Linked DNA regions of Mus musculus: region 1 is linked to region 2. A link is a contact called in public promoter capture Hi-C data. All regions are on one chromosome and are shown on one strand. Each heading gives the region's core, a stretch centred on a gene start, on an enhancer-like site or on the middle of the called end of the contact. The rest is flanking DNA. Distances are from core to core; before and after follow the strand shown. Region 1 holds the start of Rassf2 (Ras association (RalGDS/AF-6) domain family member 2). Region 2 holds the start of Slc20a1 (solute carrier family 20, member 1).

What was found. Promoter capture Hi-C pulls out the DNA fragments that hold promoters and counts their contacts.
Region 1: a promoter capture Hi-C map of the C10 cell line shows a contact between it and region 2, with 7 times the contacts expected there. The contact joins the promoter of Rassf2 here to the promoter of Slc20a1 in region 2.

The regions. Positions count from the first base shown.
Region 1 is chr2:132,027,054-132,031,660 of GRCm38.p6, reverse strand. It overlaps Rassf2 (Ras association (RalGDS/AF-6) domain family member 2), which reads left to right and starts at 1,673. Exons shown (of 11, transcript NM_175445.4): 1 at 1,673-1,910. It overlaps Gm31179 (a long non-coding RNA gene), which reads right to left and starts at 1,210. Exons shown (of 3, transcript XR_374996.3): 1 at 610-1,210.
Region 2 is chr2:129,196,663-129,201,332 of GRCm38.p6, reverse strand. Slc20a1 (solute carrier family 20, member 1) reads right to left here and starts at 2,560. Exons shown (of 11, transcript NM_015747.2): 1 at 2,341-2,560; 2 at 1,269-1,884; 3 at 1,010-1,150; 4 at 748-833. The coding sequence starts at 1,614.

The DNA.
Region 1 (4,607 bases), core at 424-2,923, 2.8 Mb before region 2:
AGCCCAGATGCATCATCTTTGTCTTCTCTGAAAAGATGAAGGACCACTCTCCTCTCCCACAGCCTCGATATGAGGAAACAGACCATTAGAACGGTGTTTTCCAGTGACTCAGATTACCACTCACTGTATTCACGGAGGTGCTTTTTAAAGGTCTCACTATGTGCACGGAATAGTCTCAAATTCACACTCTTCTTGTCTCAGCCTCCTGAGCAATTATGTGTGCACGTCATCAGGCCTTGCCCGGTTTGGATTTAACAGGGTCAAGGACCAGTATTTCGGGCATTAGGAGTGTACCCTCATTGGCAGGAAGCCAGATGATTGGTTATAAGATGACCATTTGACTCAACGCGAGCCAGGGGAGCCAGGGAGCGGCTCTCCTGAGAGGCTGGGCTAGAACTGAAGAATTCTAGCAGCATCTCACAGACTTCTTCAATAGCAAAACCAGAGCCCTGCTGTTAGGAGTCATGGCTGCCCTTTGTCCTGTTTCTGAGGTCACGGAAGGCCAGGTTAGAAGAGAAGAAAGATTCCCTTGGAGAAGGTTTCCTGGAGAGTTCCTCAGCTCACCCTGCAAATCTAGCTTGAGAAAGGCTGCGAAGGAAAGCAGCTTACCTGAAACACAGTAATGGCTCCAGTGAAAGAAATTAATGGACCCGGTTTGTGTTTATAGCTCAAGGGGAAAGAACTAGATGCATTTATCTCCCTAACACCCCCCTCCCCTTTCACAGTAGAAAAAGCCGATCAGTAGCCTTCTTGTTCAGTGTTGTGGGACATTTCCAGCACCACCCCGCAGCTGCGCTTTGGCCTCCGCACATTTGAGGCTGGCTGGTCTGGGAACGGATAGCCGTTTATAACATTGTTTCTATGGGAGACACATTCCAAGATCCAAACAATGAGTTTAAAAGAGAATATCTGGCTTCCAGGCAGATGGGATGCACTTTGGAGGCTTGGCTGCCCTTTCTTTAACCGTTAGATTCCCTTCCCCTTTGGTTTGGGGACCAACTGCAAGGTCGGGCATATGTAAACGAAGAATTATGGTTAGAGGGTATAGAATCCGTAGCTGGGTGCTCCCTCCTATACACTAGAGTTCCTCGGAGGTCTAAGGATGGAGAGGAGGAGGAGGTGAGGAATGGACAAAGAAACTTGACTTCCTTCACATTGCCGTCACGTCTGCCGGCCTGCCGAGTCGAAGGGGCCCACTTAGCCCTTTGGCAACTCAAACCCTTTTGGGAACAAACCCGGGTGTTAGAAAGAACCACCACCCAACTCCACCAACTGCACATCCTCTGCTAGGAAATCTGCATTCTCTAGGCGGGCTGCTCCCTGGGAGTGACTGTCACAGAGCCAGGCGAACTGAAGAGCTTGGGCTAAATCTCGGCGTGGCTTGGAGAGGGCAGGCGCGATGGGGTGAGAGGCAGCACCTTATTCCCTCCACCCACGCTCTCCGCCTCCTCCTCCTCATGCACTCTGGCCTGCTGAGAAGAAACGCTGGCAGCCCGCGCGAGGTGGGGTGGGGGTACGCGGGGAGGGGGGGGGTAGAGATGAAGGGAGGAGGCGACGCGAAGCCACAGCATTGTCTGTCTTGAAGGGAGGGGAGAAGCTCCGCCCCCTAGAGGGGAGGGAGGGGGAGAAGGGAAAGAAAGGCAAGAGAAGAGGGGTGGGGAGAGAACTGCAGGGTGGCGGGTGGGTTGGTCAAGGATCGGCAGATAAAGGCAGAGCTCGGGGAGGCGGGGCGGAGGGGCCAGGTGGGCGGGGCGCCCGCCCTCAACCGCACTGTCGCCGCCCAGGCCGGCCCAAGCGAGCGGGTCCCGCGGATCACTGGCCAAGCACGCTGGAGCACCCCCACCCCCGCAGCGGCGCCCCCACTTTCCAACCCCTGCGGCGAGAGCGGATGCAGATGGTCCGGGAGACAGGCAAGACACAGGGCGCGGGGCTCGAAGAGCCGGGTACTGGCACAGGATGCGGGCGCAAGGTGCTGGTGGTCCTCTTTCCCTCTACCCAGCTCAAAGTTTTCCCTCAGTGGCCCGTGGCCAGCCTGGTCCGGTCCCTGACTCTTCCCTGTCCCCTTTTGCCACCCAAGCCACAAGGTGGGCTTAGATATGCGGGCTGCCCCAGAAGCAGCGCAGGCGGGCGCCCCAGCCCACTCCTTTTCCCCGGGTAGAAAGTTGTGGCCTGGAGCTCATGCTGCGGCTCTGACCCCTTAAGATCTTTTCTGAGGTCGACACTAAGTGCAGTGGCAGGAAATTGCCCCCATCCCCAGAGCAGGGTGTCCCCGAACTCCCTGGAGAGGTGAAGCGAGATAGCAGGTGCAGGCCTGTAGAGCTTAGGGGAGGGTCGGACTGTTGTGCGCACTCTGGCTCCCCGGGCGGGGACCACATCTCCAACCCGCGGCGAACCCAGTTCCCTTTGGGTTTCAGAGTTTAAGAGCGCGCGGTGCTCGGCGCACTTCCCCCTCCCGGGTTTCTTGTCCCTTCCGGAGCTTGTGCCTGAGGTCGCTGGAGACCGAGCTAGGCAGGTGCTTTCAAAAGACGGCCTGGCCACTCGTGTATTAGAGCGCTTACTCTGCACCCAGCTTTATCTCCGAGTGCGCCCTGGGAGGCAGCAGAATGGTGGAGTCCCGACAGGGGCAGATTTGGAACAGCCACTGGACAGATAGCCACTGTGCTTCAGTGGCAAGCTCAGCACGAGGCTTCTCAATGCTGCGCGCGCTTTAGTCCCAAGAGTCTGGAAAACCAGGGCATTAGAAACGATTCTTCCTGAGAGCAGAGGCCAGGGGTTACGGTAAGCAAGTGGAGGATTCCTGTAAGAGGAAGCGGTGGACAAATGACAATTTGTCAGAGCCGGCTCTGTCCCTGCGGTAAATGGCCCTGGGACAGTGGGAAGAAAAAAATTAGGGTCACGGTTCTCAAAAGATAGCCGGCAGATTCAGCCAGGGGATATCTTTGAAGAGCACGTAAATGAGGAACCTGAGGTTGATTTGCCATACTTTCAATCCACGTTTATTAAGTGGAAGCTTTTCCTACAGGTGGTCTGGGGGTTAAAGAAACCTCTGTGGCTAAGCTATACTGGATTTGAGAAGAGTGCCCCCCTTCCTCCCCTTGTTCTCATTCTCCCTTTCTGTCCTAGGGGACTAACTGTGGTATTTTCCTGAGCGATGCTCATTTGAGCTGTTGCTTATGGGCTGTTCCTCCTCCGGACTAAAGCCTGATTCCTAGGACCTGCTGCAGTCCAGCGGGATTCAGGAAGGTAGAGAGGAGCATCAAATGATGGCGGAGTGAGAGATGACCTTTGTTTGCAAAGAAGCATGTTTCTTGCCTTAGTACCAAAGGGGGCTATGAATAAATAGTCTGCCTGGCCACTTGGCACACTCCACTCTTGGAGGTGTGGACTGGTAGTATTTGGGGCGGGGTGGGGTGGGGGTGGGAGATCATGGGAAGCCACACCCATTTTTTCTTTAACAAATAGAAGAGCAGAAGAGTACTGCAGAAACACAACAAAACATGGGATTCGTGCACAAATGATGAGGGTAGACTTGAGAAACCTAGCTAAAAGGAGACCAGGGTATCCAAGATCCCCACACCAGCATCCATGGGAAGGGCCATGTTGGTCAGCGCATGCTCTGTTCTTGCACCCTTGGTTTCTGCAACCTTCCATCCCGCCCCCCACCCCTTCCTCGAGGGCAATGTCTCCAGGCTCTGACTTCCACAGCATACCTCTCTCCAGCTCACTGTGTCTTGTCTTTGGAGGTGCCTGCTTTCTCTCTATTTTGTGGTCTTTTAGGGGGAGGGCAATAAGTGCCATCCCTTGTTTTCAGTTTACTTCCTCTCTCAGGTGTTAGGGTCCGCTTGTTAGGGTCTCAGAGGCTGACTGGTTTCCCTTTGACTTCTTTCCTGGTACCTCGCAGCAAGGCTTCTTGTCTGGCCCTGTGTGCGCGCCTCTTAGGGATGGCTAAGGATCCCAGCTAGAGGTATGGGCAGGGCTGTACTTTTGACACTTCTGCTTCTCTTTTGGGCTGGACTCTGGGGCTTGCCAGAAAGGAGACCCGCTGTCCAATCACAAGAGAGCCTGAGCTGATTGTCCTCTTTGGGATTCTTAGAGAGGAAGTGTCTTCACAGCTTGGGAGGAGATGGAGGCAGATAGTGAGGAGTGTAGCTGCCAGAGTCCCAAGGAAAGGCTGAGTGGGAATGGGGGAGGGGAGCCCTAAGAACAGCCTTAGGGCCTGCCCAAGCCTCCTTTCCTCTCCTCCAGTGAAAAACTGCTCAAGTCTGTGTGCTTGGAATAAAAACATGTCCCGTCTCTGATCTCAAGTCTTAGACGCTGAGAGCTGCCCTAGCTGTGCTTATAATGCCAGGGCGACAGTCCTTCATATCGCTCTCCACTATTCCTGACCCCTCACAGAGCGATCCATTTATTTACCCCAGTGACGCATTGCCACATATAAACACCTCTCTGATTCCTAAAGGATTTTTTTTTTCTTTTGAGACAGGGTTTCTCTGTGTAGTCTTGGCTGTCCTGGAACTCACTCTGTAGGTCAGGTTAGCCTCGAACTTCTGCCTTTGCCTGCTAGGATTAAAGGCACGTGCCACCACTGCCCCGCTAACTCCTAGAAG
Region 2 (4,670 bases), core at 1,311-3,810:
TAGGGGAATTTTAAAAGAGCTTAACAAAGGACTGTTAAGAGCCACTCACCCTAGAAAATAGGACAACTCTGTCTCCTGAGAAAAATTCATTTATTCTTACTGTAATTCAGCCCAGAGTCAACAAAATCCCTTGTTGTCGACTTTTTTTTTTTTTGTGTGGAGCCAGGCTCAGTCTCCATGATAAAAGAAATTGCACTAAGTCTCTCAAAAGGGGTTTTCAAGTAGTCAGGAAACTCAATGGCTTCCTGTTTTTTTAAAGCAAAAAGAAAACAAAACAACCCCCCCCCCAACAACTCATCCCTACTCTTCTTACTGAGAAAGTGGAGTCCCTACAAGTAGAAAGCCTCCTCTAGAAACTTCTATGTACTTGACAATCAACATGGGAGAGGAATTTAAAAAGGATTCTGTGACCTGTTGAACTAAAAGGTTACAATTCCACTTGTCCTGAATGTAGTGACCTAGACAGACAGAGCCACCTTAAACAATGTTCTTAGTTTTCACTCCCAGTCTCTTTATTTCTTGGCAGACCATAGAACTACTCAAGTTTTTCCTTCCTGAATGCCCTCTGGGGCATTAAAAACTTGCTTCTTTCACAGAACTCCACAACATACAGGAGGTATACAGAACAAAGAACTTTTTAGCTTTTCAAAGCCACATACTTACATACCAGTCACATCTGAGAAGAATACCAGTGAGTTTGAACAAGACTGAATGTGACTCATGAAAGGTCGCAAGTAGAAAGGTTACCTTACGGAGGATGAACGCACGAACAAGGAAGAATAAAATTCCAGACATAATACCAGAAAGCAGCGGAGAGACGAACCACGACATCACTGGAATAGAATACAAAATGAAGTGTCAGGTCTGGAAAGTACGTTTTTGTTAACAAGACCCCGAAATGGTAGGTGCTCCATTTCTGATACTCTTCAACTTGCCCCTCCACTTCACTCCCACTCCACGACACACAGCAGCACACAACGAAAATAAAACCATTTAAAATTCAACATACCAATTTTTATCAGTTCAGACCACTTGACACCCTTCTGCCCATTTGCCACAAGGGAGAAACCAATGGTTGCACCGACAATACAATGGGTCCCAGAAATCGGAAGCTTCAAAAACGAAGCCACGAGCTGCCACACAGCAGAACCTGAAACAGAATTAATCAGATTTTGTCAGGTAGATGGCAAAACTGTTACATAAGCAGTGCGTCCTTGCGGAGAGAAGGTTCAAGACTGGAGCGAACATAAGGTATAACTACAACTTACCAAACATAGCACTGACGGAGCCAGCCATGAGCAGATCTTGAGTTTCGTTGTACAGCTCCACATCTATCAAGCCGTTCCGGATGGTTTCGCTCACTTTGGCCCCCAGCAAGGCGGAGCCCACAGTTTCGAAGATGCTAGCTAAGATGCAGGCTTGCTTCAGGGTCACTACACCTGAGCCTACAGCTGTACCGAACGAATTTGCTACATCATTGGCTCCCACGGAGAATGCCAAGACAAATGCAATGATGAAGCCCAGGATGAGCATCCATAGATTGTCATACTTCGGTGGAGCGGAAGCAGTAACAGCAGCTAGGGTACTAGTAATCGTTGCCACAGTAGATTCCATTCTCTAGTGTAGTGGTTCTTTAAATAATAAGAGAATTACTAAGCGGCTTTTGAGATGTGTAAACGGAATGAGGTATCAAAATGCTATAATAAATAGTATATATTATATAAAATTAAATACTGTAAACTACGGCACGGAAACCGAGCTGGGGAGTTACTGCTATACGCTGCTGCGTCTGGGCGTCTGTTGTCTGGGGTTTCTTTGGCTCTGGAGGGCTAAAAGCACGGAGCAGAATTCCATGGCGGATTAGAGAAAGGACGCAAGTTCATCCTGGGGGGACGAAGTGGAAGAAAATAACAATAGCGGCGCATCTCTGGGAAGAGGGCAGCCTGGGACTCCGCATAGTCCCCCCCCCCCCCGCCCGTCACTTATGTCTTCAGTCCCCCAAACGCTGTGCAAGGTGGGGCACAGGGCGATCTCTGTGCTCCCCCACCCCCCACCCCGTCCCGCCCCGCCCCGCCCCACGAGTTCTGTTCAGTCTCCGGCCGCTTGCCCGCGCGCGCCCTCCGTGGATGATCGGAAAAAAGACCATTCCCGCGCGCGCCTGCCGAGGACCGCCGAAAAGGCCCGCGGAAGGGCGCGGCGTGCGTGGGGAGGCGGGAGGAGGACAGCAGCGTAGCGGGGTCCTGCAGCCTGCATCCCACCCCCGCCAGCCAGCTCCCCACACCCGAGCCCACTCCAGAGAAGAAAGGACCTTTGCACCACCGGTGCCGCGCCGCCACTCACCAAAGGAAACTGAGGGCCGAACAGAGAGACCAGAAGAACGAGACTGAGGCAGGCTCGAGCCACGGTCGCACAACCCAGGACGGCAACACCGGGCACAGCACGGAGGGACTCTCTACCCACTCGTGAAGCAGCCGCGGGCGCCTCAGCAGGCGAGAGGTGAAAACACGCAACGCGCGCCGGCGGCCATCATATAGAGAGCATGCCGCCGGCTCCTATTTATAGCCGGTTCTGCGCCCCACGTGACCTGCCGAGCCTCGCGCCCGCCCGAGGTCCCGCCTCCGATGTGACGCAACCACAGGCTGGTCGGGCGCGCCTAGCCGGGTGAGCTGGGCAGCGGCGCTGATTGGCCTGGACGTCCCCGGGGCCCCGCCCCCAACGAGGAGCTGGTCCACGTGGGACTGGCTGGCCGCCTCCCTGCAGCCTCGCCCGGGTTATCCTGTCTGCGCTGGCCACGCCGGGTGGCTGCGGGCGGGGACTGTGGGGGAGTCTCGCCCAGACACGCGGGGACTGAGGCCGCCACCAAGGTCGTTCCGAGTTTCTCCCACGCGGGCCCGGGTCAGCTCGGTGGCGACGCGGAAGAGCGGGTGTGCTGAGACTTGCCCTTGGCCGGACCCGATCTGTACCTCGCCCGGAGAGGGTGGAGGGATCTCACGTGGCCACCTCGCTCCCGCAGTCACGCACTTGTGTGAAAACGGAAAGATTCGGGAGTCACGAGGATAGGCTTGCGTTCCCAGCTGTGGCACTGCGCTGAGGGAGAGCCATGGGTCATTAGTTTCCCGGCGCCGGACCTCCGTTTTAGGAGCCCCGGCTATGGCGCAGCGGGGAGGATGTTACTTTGGATTCGAATTCTTAACTCATATTTGCTGCAGTGTGTCACCTTGAACAAACCCTAGGTCTCCTCAAGCCGAGTGCTCTGGAACGAGAAATAATAGCAGAGTGAGAGAGACTGGAGGACGGGTTGGAATTGTGTGTAAAGCACAACAAAGATGCATTTCCTGTCAGCTCATCGGGGCTAGTGGCGACAGGCAGTACTAATTCAGGTATTCTGGTTACAAGTTCTTACCCAGTAAGGAGAATCATATTAGCTAAGATATAAGCATGTGACTGGAACTCAATAGATGTTCAGGAAATGAACCTTCATTTCCTCGTTACTTTTTTTTTTGAATGTGCCTGTTTTAGAATATAGGAAAAGGTTACAGAGGATGTCCTCATCCTGAAAGTTTTCCCATCCCCTTTTGAAATAAAGATTGCTTCCTGGTCCCCTACATGGTATAAGGTTGTAGTTCTGACAATGGATTAGTTCGTTTTATTGCCTAAGCTCAGAACTAACTAGTCACCACTCCTTGGGAGATTTAAGTTATGTGGGTTATAAAGAAACTTAAGAATTCCAGCCAGAAATACCCGGTTTAGAACGCTCTAAAACGCTCTCTGCTCTCCAAAGGTAGGGCAACGAATAGCAGAAACAAACATGTTGTAAATTATAACTTCACAGGAGTGTCCTGTGACCTATAATTTGGTAGACTCAGAATCTCGTATAGGTTATACAGGTCTATTGACCTCAAGGTCATGGCTGGAAAACAACCTTCATGTTCCAGGACACTGACCCCAGTGTGTAATTCTGGCATCTTCAAATGCAACACTCTTTGCCCTTACTTCTTTCCAAGGTCATAAAACATTGAATAAAAGGACTGGTTTGTTAAAAGGTTGTTAGTGTCCTGCCAATTAAAACAATTTTTGAAGTAATTATTTGTGAGGAAATTGCTCATGACTTTGCCCACTGTTTGGATGTGCTTTGCTTCAGTCTGTTGATGACCATGCTTTTGCCTCTTGAAATTGAGACAACCAAGGTGAGCAGCCATGGTGAATAAGGCCCATCCAGGTACAAGAGCAGAATCCAGAGCCAGGTTTGCCAGATGTGAAGGCATCACTGTGGTTCAGGGAGAGTATAGTATTTTGAGACTTGGCTTTATGCTACTTTAGTATCCATGTATTTTCAGGCAGAGACAGATTTCTCTGTCTCTAGAGAGTCCTTACTGTCTTGAAATCAAGGAGGGGGGATGTGATGGTTGGTCAGATGGTTTTAGATTGTCTTGTTTTTTGTTTGTCTTTTGTTTTTGTTTTTGTTTTTTGAGATAGGGTGTCACTGTGTAGCTGTCTGGTTGTCCGGGAACTTACTGTGTAAATCAGGCTAGCCTCGAAATCACAGAGATCCCCCTGCCTCTGCCTCCCAAGTGCTGGGATTAAATTCATGCACTTCTATACTTGGTTACCAGTTTTAATATTCAACTTGACCCACTCTAGAATCACCTAGGAAGAGAGTCTTGGTGAAG